Linked DNA regions of Macaca mulatta: regions 1 and 2 are each linked to region 3. A link is a contact called in public Hi-C data. All regions are on one chromosome and are shown on one strand. The core of a region is the stretch at or near the end of the contact, and the rest is flanking DNA. Distances in the headings are between cores, read along the strand shown.

Region 1 (2,880 bases), core at 44-2,543, 140 kb before region 3:
TCGCCGTGTGACCTTGGGCAAATGACCTCACCTCTGAGCCTCAATGTCCTCTTCTGCAAAATGGGTTAGTGATCCTGACTATGGGGCTGTTGATTCAGGATTCGGCGGAAACGCCCAGCACTTCCTGAGCACACAAAGAGTGCTGAGAAAATGGTAGCTGTTTTTTGCGATTATTGACCCGGGGCCTGATCAGCTCTGGCGCGACTCGGCGAAGGCGCGAGTCCTGCGGGTCCCATCCCTGCCTCCTGGAGAGCCAGGCTCCAGCGATAGAAGGCCCGGGCGTTGCTTGCTCGTCGCCTCCAGTGCCGCCGCGCCCCCTGGCGGCCGTCGGTTGCCATGTCAACGGAGGGTGGCGGGGACCGGGGGAGGCGGAGGCGGGGGCCGTTTTCTCCTCCCAGGGCCGGAGGACGCTCCCTCCGCGCCTCCCGCCTTCGCCTCTTGGGGGGGCACTCCGAGCCGGGGAGGAAGGGGCTCTCCGCGGCAGCCGGCATGTGGGGGTAAACTGAGGCACGCGGCTGGGCGCCCGCAGCCAGGTGCCGAGCGCGGGGCCCCACCTCCGAAGGCGGAGGAGGGGCCGCGGGCGGTGACGCGCCGAGGGCGGCCGGCGGACAGCGAGCGGGCGGGCGGGCGGGCGGGCGGTGGCGGCGGCGGCAGGTGCGGCCGCGGAGGGTGGGAGGGAGGAGGGCGGGGGCGGGCGGAGGAGGAGGGGAAGGCGAGGCCGGGCACCTCCCCCTTTATAACGCGCCCCCTCCCGGGCTCTCGGGCCGTCTCCTAGTCGGCTCTTCCCGTCTCGCCCCCTCGCCCGGCCGCCCCGGGCCCGGGCCCGGCCAGGGAGCCCCCAGGCCGCGGCTCGGGGGCTGCCCCCCCGCCCGCCGCCCCGCGCAGCCCGGCGGAGGCGGCGCCGTCGGAGGAGGAGGAGCAGGGCACTGCGGCTGGCCCCGGATCGGGCGCCAGAGCGGCAGCAGCTTCGGCAGCAGCGGCGGCCCGGGCCCATGCAGCGGGACGCGCCACCCCGAGCCCCAGCTCCGGCGCCCCGGCTCCCCGCGCCCCCGATCGGGGCCGCCGCCAGTAGTGGCGGCGGCGGAGGCGGGGGCAGCGGCGGCGGCGGAGGCGCCTCTGCAGCTCCGGCTCCCCCTGGCCTCTCGGGAACTACAAGTCCCAGGGGGCCTGGCGGCGGGCGGCGGGCGGAAGAGGCGGGGTCGGCGCCGCGAGGCCGGAAGTGGCCGTGGAGGCGGAAGTGGCGCGGCCGCGGAGGGGCCTGGAGCGCGGCGGCGGCGGGACCCGGAGCGGGAGCGGCAGCAGCAGCGGCTGGGGGCGGCGGCGGCGCGTTGGAGGCGGCCATGGCAAAGCAGTACGACTCGGTGGAGTGCCCCTTTTGTGATGAAGTTTCCAAATACGAGAAGCTCGCCAAGATCGGCCAAGGCACCTTCGGGTAAGGCTGGGCCCCTCGGGGCCGGGAGCCGTGGGCCTGCACCCCTAGGGCGGACGTCGGGATGCCCCGGGCCCCGCCCGAGTTGGTAGAGAAACCGTCTGTCCCCGGGCTTGCCCACTGGTCTTTAGGCCGCGCCGCACCCCGCCCCGGCCTGAAGGAGCCGGCTGGTGGGGAGGAGCCTGAGGCCGGTGGTGGGGGCGGGGAGGGGCTGCAGAGAGGCGCCCGTGAGGGGAACGGGATCTCTCCAAGAGACGCCCAAGTGAGGAGAAGGGACTGAGAGAAGGAAGCAGAAGCTCCGAACGAGACAGGGTGCCGGGTGGCGGGGTAGCCGCGTGCCCTGGGTACTTACCCCAGCCCCGCCCGGGAATCTTTTTGCTGCTGCCCCTCCTCCTGTAGTGGGGGAGGGGCGGGCCCTGCGGAAATCGCCTGATGAGCTCTCGGGTCTCCCTTTCCGCCTGCAGGGAGGTGTTTAAGGCCAGGCACCGCAAGACCGGCCAGAAGGTGGCTCTGAAGAAGGTGCTGATGGAAAACGAGAAGGAGGGGGTGAGTACGGATCGGGCGTGCGGGCCAGCCGTCTAACTGCCCAGGACCCCGGGTCGGTTTTCCACCCTGCTGCTTCTAGGAGTCTCAGGTTGAGATTTAATTTTTTTCGTAGTAGTTCAGAAATTTCCAGGGAATTTGGCCTCCACCCTAAAACTAAATGCTTCATTCTTAGGCAGTTATGGGTGAGACCGGGAGGGGGAGTTGATGCATGCATCGTGTGCACTTTAGTTCACGAAGTTAGGAAGCCTTTAAACACCTTTTTTTAGTGTTAAATTTTGCTTAATGTTAAAGAAAGATACATATGCATGCAAATTTTTGAAAAGTGACTAATACTCAGTTATTTAATGTGTTTAAAAGGAGCGGTCCCTCCACCCCATCTTAGCTCAAGTACAACGTCCCATAAACCTTCCTTTTCCTGATGTGCTTTAGCGAGGACATTTTTGAATCGTCATGTTTGTTGCCAACGAAACAGCCATAGAGCTGAAGTTTGAAGGCTGAAACCGCCGAGCATTTAGTGGCTAATAGCAAAGTATTGCTGTTTCAGTTTGTTGTCTCAAATCATCTCCTTGAAGTGTGCATGCTCCTACTATATCCATTTTACAGGCAGAGCTTCTGAGACAGCTGGTTTCAGAGCCCATGATCTTGCTCTGTCTCCCATCTTGCCTCTCAATATAGACCCCAGGGCTGGGCTCTGTACTGCGCTCACTCTTGACCACTTTCCCCTCTCTCCCACCCAGTTCCCCATTACCGCCTTGCGGGAGATCAAGATCCTTCAACTTCTAAAACATGAGAATGTGGTCAACTTGATTGAGATTTGTCGAACCAAAGGTAAGTTGTTTGGATCTTATGAGGAGATGACACTTGTAGCCTAAGGTTTTGTTCGTAAAGTTGGAACTAGACCCACC
Region 2 (3,039 bases), core at 507-3,006, 200 kb before region 3:
GGCAGTGAGGTTCCCTTGGACCCAGCTCTTAAGATCCTTCTGTAGGGGAGAGACAGGAGTTCCAGGGGGGGCTGGAGAAACTCCCCCAACCCCAGACCTCTTCCCAAACCAAAAACTAACCTCCTTTCTAGGGAGATGTGGTCTCCCAGAGAGCACCAACCTCTTAGTGAGACTGATGGTGAAACTGTATCCCAGAGAGGGGCAGAGACTCGCCCAAAGCCACACAGCCGGTCAGCAGCAGAACAGGGACTCAAACCCAAGCCTCCCACTTCCCTGTTCAGGGCTCCTTGCATGACACCTGCTGCTTTCTATAAAAGAGGAAGGCTCCTTCCTGCTCCCTGAAACTACACAGCAGTGTTGACAGCTGAAACTGATCAGCCTGGAGGGTACCTTGCAATCAACAACAGTAGTAGTAAGAGCCAGTATTTCCCGATGCTTACTCTGAGCCACAAATTGGGGGGATTTCCAGCAAGACAACAGTGCAGATTATCTGACAAACATAGGTGCTCCATAAATAATATCTGCAATGATATAATCTCATGTCCATCACAACAACCCTGGCAGGTAGGTACTGCCAGGTTCCTTACTGCCCCAAGGAATCAAAGTACTCCCTGCCAGGTAGAATGGCACCTTCCCAAGTTCTGTGCAGGATGGGTCCTGAGGGCTGGGGCTGCAGCCGGCTGTGTGGCCTGGAGCAGGTGACTCCCCTGTCTGGGCTCAGGACTTACTCCCTAGGGTGGCACCCCATGGTGAGGAGAACAGTGGTCAAGGACGCATCCAGCCTACCTTGTAGCGCTCGACGTGGCTGGGGTGGGGGAAGTGGATGACGGGAGAAAAGTGGTGCACGCGTGGGCTGCGGAGGCCGCCCTGGAAGAGGTAGTGCGCCAGCAGGGAGCTGACATAGGATTTGCCGGTGCCGGTCCAGCCGTGCAGGGAGAGGACCAGCGGCTTGGTGGGGGCAGGGTCGCGCACAAAGGCCTTCAGCGCCTTCACCACCAGCGCCTTGGCCAGATGCTGGCCGGCCAGGTGCTGAGCGAGGTCACACTCCAGACCTAGGGCCACAGGAGGATGGTGAGGACACATCCCACCAAGGCAGAGGTTCAAGGGGAACGTCATGTCTGGACTCCTGTGTCCTTACGTTTGTCCAAGCTGTCTATGCACATGGCACGGGGACCTTGGGGTCTGTGGCGGAAAAGAGCCACCTTCGGGCCTGATTCAGCTCGGCAGCGCCCCCACCAGGCGGGCATCTAGATTGCACTCAACCCTAAATGCGAGCTGTCAACGAGGTCAGCCCCGGCCCCGGCCATCCCCAAGGCGCTCTTCTCCCTTGACGGCCAGGCCATTCCGGGGAGGCCCAAGATCTCCCCCAAAGAGCTCTGCTGGCTGAGGCGTCTCTCCAGGTTGGCAGGGCCTCCTGGACCTCAACGGGTACCCTCCACCCTCGCAAGTCTGCCGGCCCCGCCCCCGGGTCCCACCCTCTGAGTCCTCAGCGGCTCAGGCCGGGGCCAGCAGGGCTCCCAGCGCGCCCGCGTCCGCCCGCCCCTCGCTCCGGGCTCCCTGGCGCCTCACCCGGCAAGTCGGGCCGGAAGTCGCATTCGCAAAAGGCGCCCAAGTTGCAGCGCAGGGAAGCCAGGTCCCAGGCGGCGGCCGCGGCCGAGACCAGCCCGAACAGCCCGAGGAGCGAGCCCCAGGGCCGGCAGCTGCGCGTCACAGCCGCCATCCGGGTGAGGCCCGAGCTCGGTGTGGAGCAGCCAACTGCCTCGCCCGGGAACTGCAACTCCCGGCGTGCAGCGCTCCGCAGCAGCCACGCCCATCGCCTACAACTCCCGACACCCCTCTCCCCGTCTCCAAGGCAGGCCCCGTCTTTTCGCAGCAGGACCAGAAGGTGGCCTCCAGGGGGAACCCGCGAACCGTCCAATCCGGGACGGCGGGCCGCGTTTCCATGGCCACGGTAACTAGGGGACCATCGTAGTAACTCAGAAAGAATAAATAAAGGATTATGACCACAAAGGGCGACGTAACAATTACAGCAAAAACTTGTGCGGAACCTTACACCTTGCAAAGCGCCTTTCCCATGCTCCTTTTTTCTTTTATGTGACAAAAGTGCCCTTGCTAACAGTTTTTGGTGAGCACTTACTCTGTGCCATTAGTGCTAAATGTCTATATAACTTATAATATGGTAATAGTATCTGCTATCCAGAGAAATGGTGGTGTTTCAATGAGATAAAGGCACACAAATGGTTTGGCTCTGAAAGTGATCAATAAATGATTATCAACATTCCGTTGTGTATGAAACAGGACTTTCCCTCACCTAGCAGCAACTGTGGCCAAATGCTTGGCATCAGTTCTAGGAGATGGGTTTTGTTGTTGTCCCCATGTTAATAAGGAGGCATTTGGGACCGAAGAGGTTAAGCCTTTTACTCAATGTCACACAGCTGGTAAACAATAGAACTAAACCCAAGTCTGGCTGCTGCCAGAGCCCTAGTGCGCGGTTGCATGTTATCAGCCTCTCTTGGTCAAAAGATTCAGAAGGCAAAGGACTCCAGACGTTTGAGGTTCAGCGCACAGGCTTCCCAGGCCTCCAGCTTGGCCTGGATTCGTTTTGATCCCTGTTGCCCACCTCCCCCACCCACTGGAGTAAGGGAACCAAGACAACAGCCTTCATGGCCCACCTCAAAGACCCTGTCCCTACCAACCTCAACACACACACACACACACACACACACACACCCCAAGGCTTCGGGGGCCAAATATCAAAGCCTGAAAAGAAAGAAGTAGTTGGGGCGGGTGCGGTGGCTCATGCCAATAATCCCAGCACTTTGGGAGGCCGAGGCGGACGAATCAACATGGCGAAACCCCGTCTCTACTAAAAATACAAAAATTAGCCGGGCGTGGTAGCAGGCGCCTGTAATCCTGGCTACTCTGGAGGCTGAGGTGGGAGAATCACTTTAACCCGGGAGGCGGAGGTTACAGTGACATAAGTGAAACTCCGTCTCAGAAAGAAAAAGAAAAAAAACAAAAAGGGAAGGGAAGGAAAGG
Region 3 (3,055 bases), core at 183-2,682:
GAACCAGGAAGCTCTTCTAGCCATCCGGGCTAGGCCCAGCCTGGGGCTGCCCTCCTGGCAGACTTAGTGAATGCCTCCACCACCACCAAGCCTCCCAGGAGGGGAGGGGCTTGGTGGCAGCAGAACTGTGGGCTAGTCACTGGGTAGTGGTCCACCCTGGTCACCACCTGTGTCTCTCTGGGCTCCAGTTTTCTAGACTCGAGGCACAAGTCCCTAGGCCACCGTTCAGAAGCCACCGAGCCCTTGGCTGGTGCTCTCTGAAAATCAGAAGTGGGCAAGTCGCCCCCACCCCCCACCCCATCACCCCCACCCACCCCGGCGCATCCTGCCCAAGGCCCACCATTTTCTGCCCGCAAAGCTACGTCAGCTTCTAAAAATAAGTCTTTTCTGTGTGGCCAGCTGTGCAGGGGAGGTAGTTCTGCCTGGCACCTGCTCCCCTGCCCATGAGGAACCAGAGACCTTGACTCAGGCAGTTGAGATGAACTGCCCCCCACAGCCAGCTGTCTCTCTCTCACAACCCGGGGCTTCTGCGGTAAAGACAAGAGCGGCTGAACTGAACTTTCACACCCCCAGTCCCAGGTAGGCCTTGCCTGGTTAGCTCGTAGTGTTACCTCCGTTTTACAGGGATAGCAAGGTACGGACACCGCAGAGGGGATGCCACCCGCCTGGGGTCACACAGAGAGCTGGACTTTGAGGCCATTCTGCCTTTCTCTGCTCGGCAGCAGGGAGGTCAGAAGTGGCAGTGGCTCCTGGGGTGGAGAGGCTGCTGAGCTGCTCCGCTGGTCAGGGTCTCTGCGTTCCCTGGAAGTCCTCCTTCTTCCACCACTTACCGGAGCCTTCATGCTGTCACTGTCCCTCGGTAGTCTAGGGGCTGCTGTCTCCAGGGCTGGGGCTGGGAAGGGGTGGGAGCCGGGCACCTGCCAAGACCCAGAAACTCAGAGCTAGGAGGGATAAGGCACATGAGGTTCTAGGCTATCGGGAAAACTGAGGCAGGGGAGGGTACAGGCCGGGGTGAAAGCACATGGCGCCCGGGAATCCAACCCCTTGACGTCTCCAAACACCGGAAGGCAATGTCCCCATCCTAAAAGAGCAGGACTCAGCGACTTTTGCGAGACCTCCTGCCAACCCAAGAGGCAGCCAGGGGGCACCCCCAGCTCAAGGTCACCAATCGGGTCTGGGGCAGAGAGAACCAGAAGCCCGGAATTCCACCCCATCCATCCTACCTCTCTACCCGGGGGACGAATGGAGAGGCCGGGGAAGGGCAGGACGTGGGATTTTCACCGCCCTTCCAGATTCCACTGCCTCATCTCCCGGCCGGGTGCTAACCGGGCGTGGAGGCTGGGGTTCGCAGGAGGCTCGCGATCCGCTGCTCGGAGCTCCATGGCCCCCGGGCCGGGCCGACCGGACTGGAAGCTGATCCGAGCGGCCAGAGGCAGGGGGCGGGGCCGGGGCCGGCAAGGACGGGCGGAGACTCGCGCGCCTGGGGCGGGGCCTGCGCGCCGCAGGCGGATCCTACGAGCGCAGCCTGCGCGACCTGGGGAGGGCTCTGCGCGGCCGGGACGGGGCGGGACGTGAATGGCTGGCGGCGAGGCCTCCAGCTAGGGGCGGGGCCTCAGGGCCGGGGGCGGGGCTTCAGAGCCGGGGCGGAGTCTGAGTACCAGCATCTCCCTTTTCTGTCCTCCGCATTTCCAGCAGGCTCCTGCCTGGGCGAGGCTGTCGGGCCGCAGGGGAAAGAGACCTAGAGTGTGTCGGGGGCCACCGGGCAGTGGCGGCCTGGCTGTCCGGACTTGAGTGTCTCCATTTCTGAAATGGTGGTTGGGCAGGGAAATTAAGCGGGGCTTCCGGTCAGGCAGTCCACGTTTCAACTGGTAGGGTTGCTGGATTTATCAAGTAAGATAGAGAATGCCCAGTGACACTGGAAATTCAGATAAACAACGAATACATAAGTTATTTTCAATATGATTATTTTATTATGATTATGTCAGTGTGACATTCACCTGAGCCTGTTTTTCTCCTCTGAGACCCACGTGCAGAAGCGGCTCCTGTCACAGCCAAGATTCGAACCCAGGCAGTTTCACTCCAGACCAGGGGCTGTGACCACCTACTCTTACCTCTCAAAGGCTCCCTCGCTGGAATGTCCTCCAAATCCAAGTCAAGTTAGCCCAGGCCCTGGGCAGATGCCGCAGTGTGTCCTATTGGGGTCCCTTGGGATCTCAGAGGCAACTGCCTTCAGGCGCCAGGCTGGTGGCAGAAAGCACTGGGACGGTAGCAGGGGTGGGCCTATGGGGAAGTGAGAGGGCACACTTCCCGTCTAAGTTTTTTTGTTTTTTTTTTTGAGACAGAATCTCTGTTGCCCAGGCTGGAGTACAGTGGCACCGTCTTGGCTCATTGCAACCTCCGCCTCCCGGGTTCAAGCAATTTCCAGCTAACTTTTGTATTTTTAGTAGAGACAGGGTTTCACCATGTTGGCTAGGCTGGTATCGAACTCCTGACCTCAAGTGACCTGCCTGCCTCAGCCTCCCAAAGTGCTAGGATTACAGGCGTAAGCCACCACGCCCGGCCCTTGTTTATGATTTTTTTTTTTTTTTTGCAAAATGTTGCATTGGCCAGAAAGATCTTCTCCCCATCCCCGCCACACCCACCTCCTCTGCAGGGCGCTGGCCTGGGAACCAGCTTGGGCTCCTTCCCTGGTCTCCATTTCAAACTCCTTTTTCCTTTTTCTCAGAGGCTCAGGCCTGGGCTAGATGCCAGGGTATCTGTCCCCAGCTCAGCAACCTTCCCAATCTACCCTGCTCTAGGTTCAAAGCCATATCACCCCTGGGCCTGGTGCTGTAGGACTCAGTGCCTGTCCAGGGGCTGGGAGGAGGGCTGCTGTAGTGGCCCTGCCCCCCAGGGGCCTCCTTTGAGCACAAACTCTCCTGTCTCTGCCACTCCAGCCTGGACACATGTGGGGAGTAGTGGTTCACCCTCAGTCACCATGGCTCCTCACCCACACAAGGCAGTGTGTCCCCAAAGCCAGGGCCCTTCCTTCTCAGTCCTCATTCTTCAAGTTTCT

The links. A called contact is a pair of places that touch in the nucleus more often than the background predicts.
Region 1: a Hi-C map of fetal cortex germinal zone shows a contact between it and region 3, with 1.7 times the contacts expected there. The contact joins the promoter of CDK9 here to the promoter of ST6GALNAC4 in region 3. A contact is called at or near these places in 4 of 14 Hi-C or Micro-C datasets (CD4 T cells, blood, fetal cortex germinal zone and 1 more).
Region 2: a Hi-C map of liver shows a contact between it and region 3, with 3 times the contacts expected there. The contact joins the promoter of TOR2A here to the promoter of ST6GALNAC4 in region 3. A contact is called at or near these places in 4 of 14 Hi-C or Micro-C datasets (CD4 T cells, blood, fetal cortex germinal zone and 1 more).

Annotation. Positions count from the first base shown.
Region 1 is chr15:19,921,876-19,924,755 of T2T-MMU8v2.0, reverse strand. It overlaps CDK9 (cyclin dependent kinase 9), which reads left to right and starts at 1,293. Exons shown (of 7, transcript NM_001266230.1): 1 at 1,293-1,432; 2 at 1,894-1,975; 3 at 2,713-2,803. The coding sequence starts at 1,341. It overlaps SH2D3C (SH2 domain containing 3C), which reads right to left and starts at 613. Exons shown (of 13, transcript XM_028834789.2): 1 at 32-613.
Region 2 is chr15:19,976,594-19,979,632 of T2T-MMU8v2.0, reverse strand. TOR2A (torsin family 2 member A) reads right to left here and starts at 1,756. Exons shown (of 5, transcript NM_001257791.1): 1 at 1,570-1,756; 2 at 787-1,052; 3 at 1-39. The coding sequence starts at 1,720.
Region 3 is chr15:19,779,589-19,782,643 of T2T-MMU8v2.0, reverse strand. ST6GALNAC4 (ST6 N-acetylgalactosaminide alpha-2,6-sialyltransferase 4) reads right to left here and starts at 1,432. Exons shown (of 5, transcript XM_077967889.1): 1 at 1,224-1,432.